Linked DNA regions of Gossypium arboreum: region 1 is linked to region 2. The links are chromatin contacts, called in public Hi-C maps. All regions are on one chromosome and are shown on one strand. Each heading gives the region's core, a stretch centred on a gene start, on an enhancer-like site or on the middle of the called end of the contact. The rest is flanking DNA. Distances are from core to core; before and after follow the strand shown.

Region 1 (4,649 bases), core at 1,954-4,453, 200 kb before region 2:
GATTGAATTCGGGGGCAATGCCTTTGTTTTTAGCTAGTTTAGTGGTCATATTGTGTATCAAATTTGCTGTCCCATGCATTCTTTTGTACATGGAAATACCCGATCAATGTTTGCTTGACATGATTGTTGGCTTATACCAATAATTTTTAGGTTTCAGATTTTAACACAATAGAGGGACTAATATCATAATTAAACAAAATAGATTACATTGAAAACAAAATTGGGAAAATCTCATAAGGATTCCCCATTGAATGAACAATCCTTGGATTCTACGGTAGTTGTGAGGATATAGAAATTACAGTGGCAGCCAAATCAGAATAAAAGAATGCAAAGAATAAAGATGTATGTATATACGTTTTAGATGATGGTTAGAATTTACCAACAAATTTCATTTTTCCCCCTTGAATACAAAAAAAAAAAAAAAAGAAAAGAAAAGAAAAGAAAATTTTTACATATTCTTTTATGAAAACAAAAAATTCTCTTTCATTTTCACAAAAAAGTAAATAAAAAAAATTAAAAAAAATGCCTGCCTTATTGGATTTATAAGAAAGCAAGAAATCTGCCTGGTGTATGTCAAATTAAATCATCTTTGGAGGTTACAATGGTGGGAATTTGGCCGTGATTTACAAAATCAATCTTATTCAAGCGTAAACAGCACAATGCTTGCTCTGGTAGCTCCTCTGGTTTTTGTGCCTGCCATGAACCGTTACCAACAGGCAACCCAGTCAAGTTTTTTGTATTTAAGTTAATAATCGATCAACTTAACCTGTTTTAACCGACCGGCTAACTTGATTTTAACTGAAAATTGCAAGAATTTACCTGAATGGTTAAACCCAGATTAATTATCCCATTCTCCATGCGGTCTATAAATGATTCAAGTCCTTTCCTAGATATGTAGCTAAAGCGGTGTATATCTATATCGATCTCAAAATAATTCTCGCCCTGGATCATATTAAAACAAGAATTCGGGGTGAGTGTTGAATATGGATATATTTATTTAAAAAAATAAGTTGTAACTTCAATTACCTGAAAGAAAGAGTGTTGAGGGCGCGAAAGCACTGGCTTATCGTTATAAGCTTGAATAAGTTTCTTTTCCGTAGCACCAATTTGCAGGTCTTCAGGGTTAACCAAGCCTGCCATAATTTTTAGCCTCTCTCTGAAAGGCACGCTGGACTCCTTGGCAAACCCTCTAACCTTTTCCATTTCATCGTCCACAAATTTCTGTAGCAAAAGTAAAAAAAAATATAAATATTATGATAATGATTTTCATGGGAAGATTAATTAAAGGGTTAATTCCAATTTTAAATTCATCCCTGAACTTCAAAATATTCCATTGAATTATGGAGCTTGAGGATTCAATTAAAATGTTTTGAATTTGGGGCCGATTAAGAATTCAACTCGTAATTTTGGTAGAATTTATCCAAAGAAAAAAAAGGACACAAACATTGATTGTAAGGTTGTATAATTGGTGAGGGAGTGAATGAATACCTTGATGGTTTCCTGGAATTGAGGGGATATATCTTTATCAAAAGTATCCGAGACCTTAAAATACAAGACAAGGCTCAAACCTTCCCCATTGGCATCACCGATAAACACATTGGCAGGATAAGTTGGCACCTGCAACAACAAACCGCCAAATCAAGAGACATTGTTAAATTGTGTAAGATAATGCCCCCACCCTCCCCGCCAAAAAAAAAAAAAAACATGCGATTCAAAGAGACAAAAACAAGAACCTGTATGTTAACAATCAAAAGAGCAGGCACTTTATCATGTGGTTTTACTTTTGGTAATTGAACTTGCTCAGCAATGTGGTTCATTTTAGTTGCGCAGATAAATAAATCAACCCCTATTGGTACATATGGGCTACAATCTGGTGCTGGGGACTTCTGTTTATCTCTGCAAAATCGTATCAAGTTTCAACATTTTGATGAGATAATGTATGAGAAAGCATTGCATTAACATTTGTGGTGGATAAACTAAAATGGCTTGCCTAAAGAAATTCAGTCCGCGAAGCTTGAAAACTGAAGGTGAAATCTCTGACCACGTTCCTGGTGTCGCCTTCTCTCCTGAACAAGGGATTTGAACTCCAGCTCGGGGACGGTAAACGTACCGCTCGGCTCCACCTGTTGGGTTTCATTGTTCAGGCCTTCAAAGTTTGTAACATTCATAAAATGTTTCATATCTACATAACATGATGCAGTTCCAACTGGGATGAGAAAGGAGTGAAATTACCTCCGTATACGCTATGGCAATCCTCGTCCGACTCGGACTCCATAATACTAACCGAATCGAACCATACTTCATCTTGGCATTTCCCTGCAACATAATATCATTGCTACTATTAAAATAACATATGTGCCAATGGGATGATGGGATAGGAGAGTACCATTGGAAGAAAGTTGACTGTGGTTATATTGTAGCTGTGTTACATGAAATGTTTTGTTAGACATCTCGGACCCGTTCTCGTAGTCTACGTGAACGTATTCACTAACGGTGATATCGGTCATGCTGGCATCGCTCATATTCCTACGTACTTCAGGTATGGGAGGGGGAATCTTTCCCGATATCTTTCCGTGACGCTTCCCGAAACTGAAGTGTCGTTTATGTGGTCTAGGTATTGCCATTTGACCGTATACCGAGGCGCAACCACCCATATTGCCGGGGATCTCTTTATCAAGGCTGCTACCGGTGCAAGAAGGACCAGGCTTAAAGCTGAAATGCTCCGAGGATCAGGCTTCATCAAACTGAAATCAAAACATACGTATGATACATCCATACATGAAAAAAATGTTAAAAAAAAAAAGAGAGGATAAAAGGTAAGAACCTGAGGAGAGAAAGGTTAAAATCCCGGCATGGACGAAGAACATAACAGTTTCTTCTTCACTTCGGAACTTTAAAACCCCTTCTCTCTCTGTGTGTGTCTCTGTTCCTCTCTCTGTCTCTCTTTCTCCCTGCTTATGTCTCTGTCTTTGGTCTCTGTTTTTTTTTTTTTGGGGGGGGGGTAAATTGGGACCAGAGATAAGAAAAAAAAAAAACTCAAGAAATACTCGAGAAACAGAGAGTGGAAAGGAAGACAAATGGAGGAGATAAAATTGAAAGGATCTGAGACAGACCCTCCGTTATAAGCGGGTCCTTAATTTGCAAATGTCCCCTTTTTAAATCCCCCCCTCTTGTCCTGTTTCTGTTTTCTGCTTCTTTCATTCAATTACTGTCTGATTTCTTCTTTTACTATTTTTATTTTTAATTTTTTGTTTTCTCGCCCGAGATTTCGCGGGCTTTACCGCTTTTGTCTTAATCCTACGTGGCATTATCAATTATTATCCTAAAGAAAAGGAGTTAGTAATTATAATGATTTTTGGGTTAATTTTGTCAAACATCACAAATCATCACACATATTTTAAATCAGTCCCTAAACTTCAAATAGCTATAATTCAATTTTCAAAGCATCAATTTTGTATCAATTAGGTTCTTTTGCCAATCTGACCATCGATTTAAGCATTAAAATGTCAATTTAAGTCTAACGTAGAGTGTATTAAAATGTCAATTACCTACCACATGAATAACTTATATTTGACATCTTGAAAAAGCAAAATGTTAATAAAATTTGTGATGGTTTTTTTCTTTTCTTTTTTTAAATATGTCGGATTCAAATTATCCATGAAGTAAGTACATGCATGATTATAATTTAATCTACAAGTTTTAAATATGCTCCACATTCGCAAGGGCAAAAGGAAAGGGGTAGACAATTGCCATGGCCCCAAAAATAAAAAAAATTATCTATATAACCTTTCAATTTTTAGGAAATAAAAAATTAGTACAATGATCAAATTGCATGTTGCCTCCCTAAATTTTTTATTTATTTCTGCACAAAAAAAATTTTCTGACTTCATCCCTGGACATTAGATTTGAGCTAAGATTAAACTAGACCTAATCATGGGTTGGGCCAGTGCAAAATTTTAGGCCTATTTTTTAAGCCCGACCTGAAAATGGGTCTAAAATTCTGTCCAAGCATGATCCAGATTAAAAATGCTAAACTTGAGCTCGATCGAGCCTGCCTGTATTAAATATTTTTTATACAAAAACAAATTTAAAAAATATAATACATCAAATACACAAAAAAACATTAAAATAAATGTTTCTCAACAATTTGAAAATACATTAAAAAATGTCATTATACTTCAATAAGACTAAGATAGTTGCAACTTAGCAAGCAATTTGTAACACCTTTATCGACCCAATTGCTGAATTCGGGTATGGAGTTCACAACTTAACCGGATTTCCTGGCCACATATTTTTTAGACTTAATAGTCTTAAAGGAGGAGTTAAAAAACTTATTACAATCGAACCCTTAAATTTAATAAAGTCGCTAACTCCGAAAATGTTGGACTCTAAGGCAGCTATTTAATTACAATGTATTTGATTTTGAGGCTAAGCCTCTAAAGGTACCTCTTTCCTATGTGCATGACACCCTTGACGGTGATCATTGATCTAACACAGCCTGGTTTAGTCCCTATTTGATTCCTTATCCCGCGAGTTTTGCAATAACAAGTCAAAACCCTTGTAAGTTCAAATGAACTTAGTGAGTTTCTTTGCTGCATTAAACGAAAATAGACCCCATCTTGCACGGGTTCAAGTAAAAAAGAACTAAA
Region 2 (4,961 bases), core at 489-2,988:
TTTGTTAAATATTTTAGTTAGTTATTTTAAAAACCGGTATAATTTTTGATAATTTGAAATAAACGTATAATTTTTAAAGTTAAACAACTCTAAGAATTTTTTCGCTGCAAAATTTTAATCAGGATTATGTGTTTAACAAAGCAAGTAACTAAAGTGTGATGATTTTATAAAAACCAAGTTTTATAAGTATACGATTAAAAATTTCACCTAAACATTTTATAAATGACAATCTTCCTACCAAAAGTTGTGACGAGTTTTATAAAATCTACAATTTTCAGTTTTGGAATAAGATAAATTTTGAAAATATATGACTAAAGTTTCAATTTATTAATGTAACCTTCCAAAACCAACCATAACGTCTAGGTTAGGTTTGAGGTGTGACACTTTGCCTCAAACACTCTGCGAACCATTTGAGTCCTAAAGACCAAAAGGGGATGTGATTTTTTTTTTTAAAATCAGACACATGCCTGATATCTAACAATACGCCACCTTCAACCGAATTATATATAGAGAACAACGAATCATCACCATTGTGCTCAGCCACATTAGCTACTTCTGTAATTATTCGAAAGTGTTAGAAATAAAATTTGTGATCCCGTCGAACTTTTTCATATCGAAATTCATCATTGACTCTGATATCAATTTGTTGGGGACCGACCCGTATAAACAACGAGATAGTAAAGTGGAGAAGAACAAACACAAATATTTACATGGAAAACTCCTTCGAAGAAGATAAAACCATGAACGAAGGAGGCTTCGGCTTTTCAGTAAATGAGTAAACACACGAGAGTACAATATGGAGAAAATAAACCTAAATATATGAAATGTACAAAACCCAAACTTTGAAAACGAAACCCTAACTTGGGAACATAATTCACTCCATAGTTACCACAAAAAACTTTCTCAAATTCATATGCGACTACTTCTTGTCCCCTTAAAAGAAAAACCCTCTCTGATTGGCATGTCTAAATCAGGGTTACAAAGGCCACGACTTTCCTTATTGTGATGTCGCCGCTGCTCCTACATCAAGAGATCGTCGCCTCGTTTTTACGTCTTGACGACCTTCGTCGTGACGTCGTCCCTTGCCCGTCGCATTGTTGTAATGTCACATATCTCCTCGTCGTGACGTCGCACATGTATCTCCAATAAGTGCTTGCAAAACGTTCGATAAATGCGAGACATACGCCACAAATGTTGATAGTGAAGTGGTTTGATTTTATAAGAAAAATTAATAGGTTATATCATTAATTGATGTTAAAAATAAAAAAAATAGTTAAATAAGATACATGGTATTTTTAACATTGCTTGTAATAAAAACCTCAAACGAAATAATAATTTATAATACAAATTATCATAAAATATTTTAAACATGATTATAATGTGATGATATGCATTAAAATGATATGAAAACATGAAATGCACTAGGACAAAAATTATGGGAGGAATCTTATGCAAAAGTTTGAATTTTTTTTTTCACATCTAAAAGAAAGATAAAGGAAAATGAATATGATGATGGGTGAAAAAAAAAGAGAAAAGGGATAGGCTAAAGTCGAAAGAATGTAAGAAATGAAATACTTATGTCAAAATATTTTTTAAAATACTAAAATATATAATTATGCATACTTTTTTTTCTTGGCAAATTATGAATACTTCTAAGCTAAAATAATAATAATAATAATAATGTATAATTTAAGACTAAAAACGCTAACTGGGTCAAAATATTGATGGAAAATGCTGAAAAAGGAATTTTTAAGACAATTGTTGGTGAAGGCAATTACAAAAGATGAAACCGAACAACTGTCTATTTGCAGCGATGGGCCTGATGTTGTGACACTTTGAACATGATTAAATTAAACAAAGAAAATTAAACAAAAAATTAAAGTAAAAAAAAAAGTAAAAGTTGGGTTTTGAAGGTACATTATAGGCAATGGAAACGAAAGAATGAAAAAAAAAAAAAAAAAACCAGTTCTCTCGCATGTTGTTACTTAGAGACACAGTTTGAGAGTTTTGAGACAGATCTTATGGCCAAGCAAAATGCTTTATATAAGAAACAAATAAATACCCAAACCCCAGACTAGCCCTTCTTGTGTTTTTTTCTGTCTTTTCTCTTTCATTGCATGAGGCAGGGGCCATGATTGTGTGAACCAGACAAAGCTTTCCTTACTGTCCAAACCTATCTTCTTCAGCTACCTTGTTCTTTTTCTTTTACACTTTACATTTTTCTTGCCCTTTTTTTTATTAGACCCGTGAAGGTAAAAAAAAAAACAAAACAAAAAAAAAAAACAAAGGGTAATGCTTGGTTGGTGGTCTAGTGAAATGAGTGATCTTTATTTTCCCCGGAAAGTGAGGGAAAGTGTGAGAAACTAAGTATAGGAAAAATACCCAGCAGATTTTGACTTTCACTCTTTTCCATATTTTCCCCTTCTCTGTTCGTTTAACATTTTAAGAGGAAATGAGGAAGCATGGATGGCAGCTTCCTTATCATCCACTCCAGGTATTTTTTGTTTTTGGTTCTTTGTTACTATTTCCATTTTTATGTAAAATTGCTGAGCTTTTTTGTTGTTCCAATTCTGGGTAATTTAGCAAAGTTTTCGTTTTTTTTTTTTTACTTATTTTTGCAAAGGTGGTTGCTGTTGCTGTGTTCTTGGCACTTGGATTTGCATTCTATGTGTTCTTTGCTCCTTTTGTTGGGAAGAAGATGTTTCAATACATTGTGATTGGAATCTATACTCCTCTTGTAAGCCATTTCAACATTTTTCCTTTTATTTTATTTTTATTTTCTAGTAGGTGGAAGAATTGAGATCTATGTTTTCTTTGCCTGTTGGTCTCTCTGATTCATTTATTTTCCCTCTAATCTAAGGGTCCTTTCCTTTTTCTAAATCTGATTTTTTTTTCTTTTTTTTTTCTTTTGGTTGTTTTATCTTATGGAGTCTCTCAAGCATATCATCAACTTGTGACTTTAGCTGATAAGGGCAATTGTCTTTTAGCCATTGTTCCTTTTAGGAGGCATTGATTCTATACAAGAGTTTCAAATTTCATCCATTAAAGGATTATTAGTGGCTAAATTTCTTCTGGTTAACAGCTGGTCTTATTGCTCTTCCTTTTTGGAGCAAAAATTCTTTTATTGAAGTAGTTTATTGGCTCATAAATGTTTTGTATTACTTTTAGGAAATGTTAAATTATGAACTGCTGAACTGTTATCACAGCAAACACAGAGATCTGAAACTTTAAGACGGTTTGTTTGATAGTTCTCATAAGTTATAAAATACTCGAGAACATTTGGGCAAGTCCATGCTATCGGGGACTGGGGTACTTACTGACAATTCTAGATAATGCTAGGTTGATGAACTCTCTCTTAAAGAAATATTTCACACAAAGAAGTTAGGCTTCTATGATGTTATCTGCTGACTGGAATTTGTAAACTGAGAACTGTTCTCTCTTAAAGTCATATATAATAGTAGTAAAGACTGTGTTTATTTACTGTAATAGCATATGGCCTAATTGAGTCTAGCTCAGGAGAACTGTGGTTGGTGATTTTGTGGGGGCAGAATGCAGATTGGATGGTTAGAAGTAAGTTAGCTTTTCTTTGAACTTGAAGGTATGCTGTTTAAAGTACATATTGGCATTTTAGATGATTACAGTTAGTACATCAGACTCAAATCGTCTGCTTTAAGATGGCTCTTTAGAATGAAATTAGTGTACTGTTTGAAATGCATTCATGGAGGTCATGAAATATGCTAACACTTTAGGTGCTAAGTGTGCATGTTTTAGTCATTTCCCTTGTCTTGTCTACAAGTCATAGTTGATCCTATTATTCGATTAAAATGTGGATGGTTGAGTCATTTCCCAAGTCTTGTCTACAAGTCATAAGTAAATCATAATACAATCTAACCGAAGCATGCAAGGTTGAGTCATTTCTCGAGTCTTGTCCACAAGTAATAATTAATGGCACTATAATGCTGCTTATAATAGCAAGCTATATTTGGCATCCATTTTGGTTCTCTCTTTTATTGTATTTGATGTGTCCTTATCACCTTGGAACTTTAGTGACAATATTCTCCTTTTAGATTACATGTTGCTTTGGCCTATATGTTTGGTGTGCGGCAGCTGATCCTGCAGATCCAGGAGTTTTTAAGTCAAAAAAGCACCTCAAAATTTCTGAAAATAAGCTTTCTGGACCAAAGGACTCTAAATTAGGTGGGGATTCAACTACATCATTGCATGACGGCAATGCTACTTTAGTTGGAGGGAAAACTCTGGAAAAGGATGCAGCAGCTACACATGAAACCTTGAATAACACGAGTTTTGGAACTGATAGAAACCATTCTTCATCGAAGCAATCATCTTGTTTCGTATGGATTTTTTTCCCTTATGCTTTTATCTGCAAGTGCTGTAGCTCAAACGAAGAATCTTCTGAACAACAGATGAGTGAAGATGGCATGTTCTATTGCAGTTTGTGTGAAGTTGAGGTAAAGTAGCATTTGGTATCTTGTTACATCGTTTCCTTTTTCTCCTTTATCTGATGAATATTCCATTACGTTCCTTATGTTGACATAGCTTAAGAGGGGAAAAAAGATAGCTCCATAGTCTATGATTGCATGTAACCATGCCTAGTTGATCAAATGTGAATTTGAAGAGAAGGGACATGAATCTTGCGCCGTATCAGTTTTAAGACTTGTGCTATTTTGTCTTGACATCGTGGATAGCTTATCTTTATTAAGTTTATTATTTTTGGCAGGTTTTCAAATACAGCAAGCACTGCAGAGTCTGTGACAAATGTGTTGACCGTTTCGATCATCACTGCAGGGTACTGCTGGATATTCATTTGTTGGATACTTTTTCCACTTCATCAATGATGCTGCTAATGCTTGTTTTATTCAATTGGGTTTTTTTTTTTTAGTGGCTCAACAATTGCATCGGCCAAAGGAACTACCGACAATTTTTTGCTCTCATGGTTTCTG

What was found. A called contact is a pair of places that touch in the nucleus more often than the background predicts.
Region 1: a Hi-C map of leaf shows a contact between it and region 2, with 4 times the contacts expected there. The contact joins the promoter of LOC108462069 here to the promoter of LOC108463963 in region 2. A contact is called at or near these places in 3 of 5 Hi-C or Micro-C datasets (all in leaf).

Annotation. Positions count from the first base shown.
Region 1 is chr13:28,744,970-28,749,618 of ASM2569848v2, reverse strand. It overlaps LOC108462069, which reads right to left and starts at 3,203. Exons shown (of 9, transcript XM_017762068.2): 1 at 2,825-3,203; 2 at 2,387-2,744; 3 at 2,233-2,316; 4 at 1,991-2,123; 5 at 1,734-1,896; 6 at 1,489-1,617; 7 at 1,027-1,221; 8 at 820-942; 9 at 124-693. The coding sequence starts at 2,654. The coding sequence ends at 574. LOC108461548 (probable WRKY transcription factor 4) reads left to right here. Exons shown (of 5, transcript XM_017761415.2): 5 at 1-169.
Region 2 is chr13:28,538,622-28,543,582 of ASM2569848v2, reverse strand. It overlaps LOC108463963 (probable protein S-acyltransferase 22), which reads left to right and starts at 1,738. Exons shown (of 9, transcript XM_017763995.2): 1 at 1,738-2,494; 2 at 2,624-2,737; 3 at 4,068-4,469; 4 at 4,739-4,807; 5 at 4,901-4,961. The coding sequence starts at 2,453.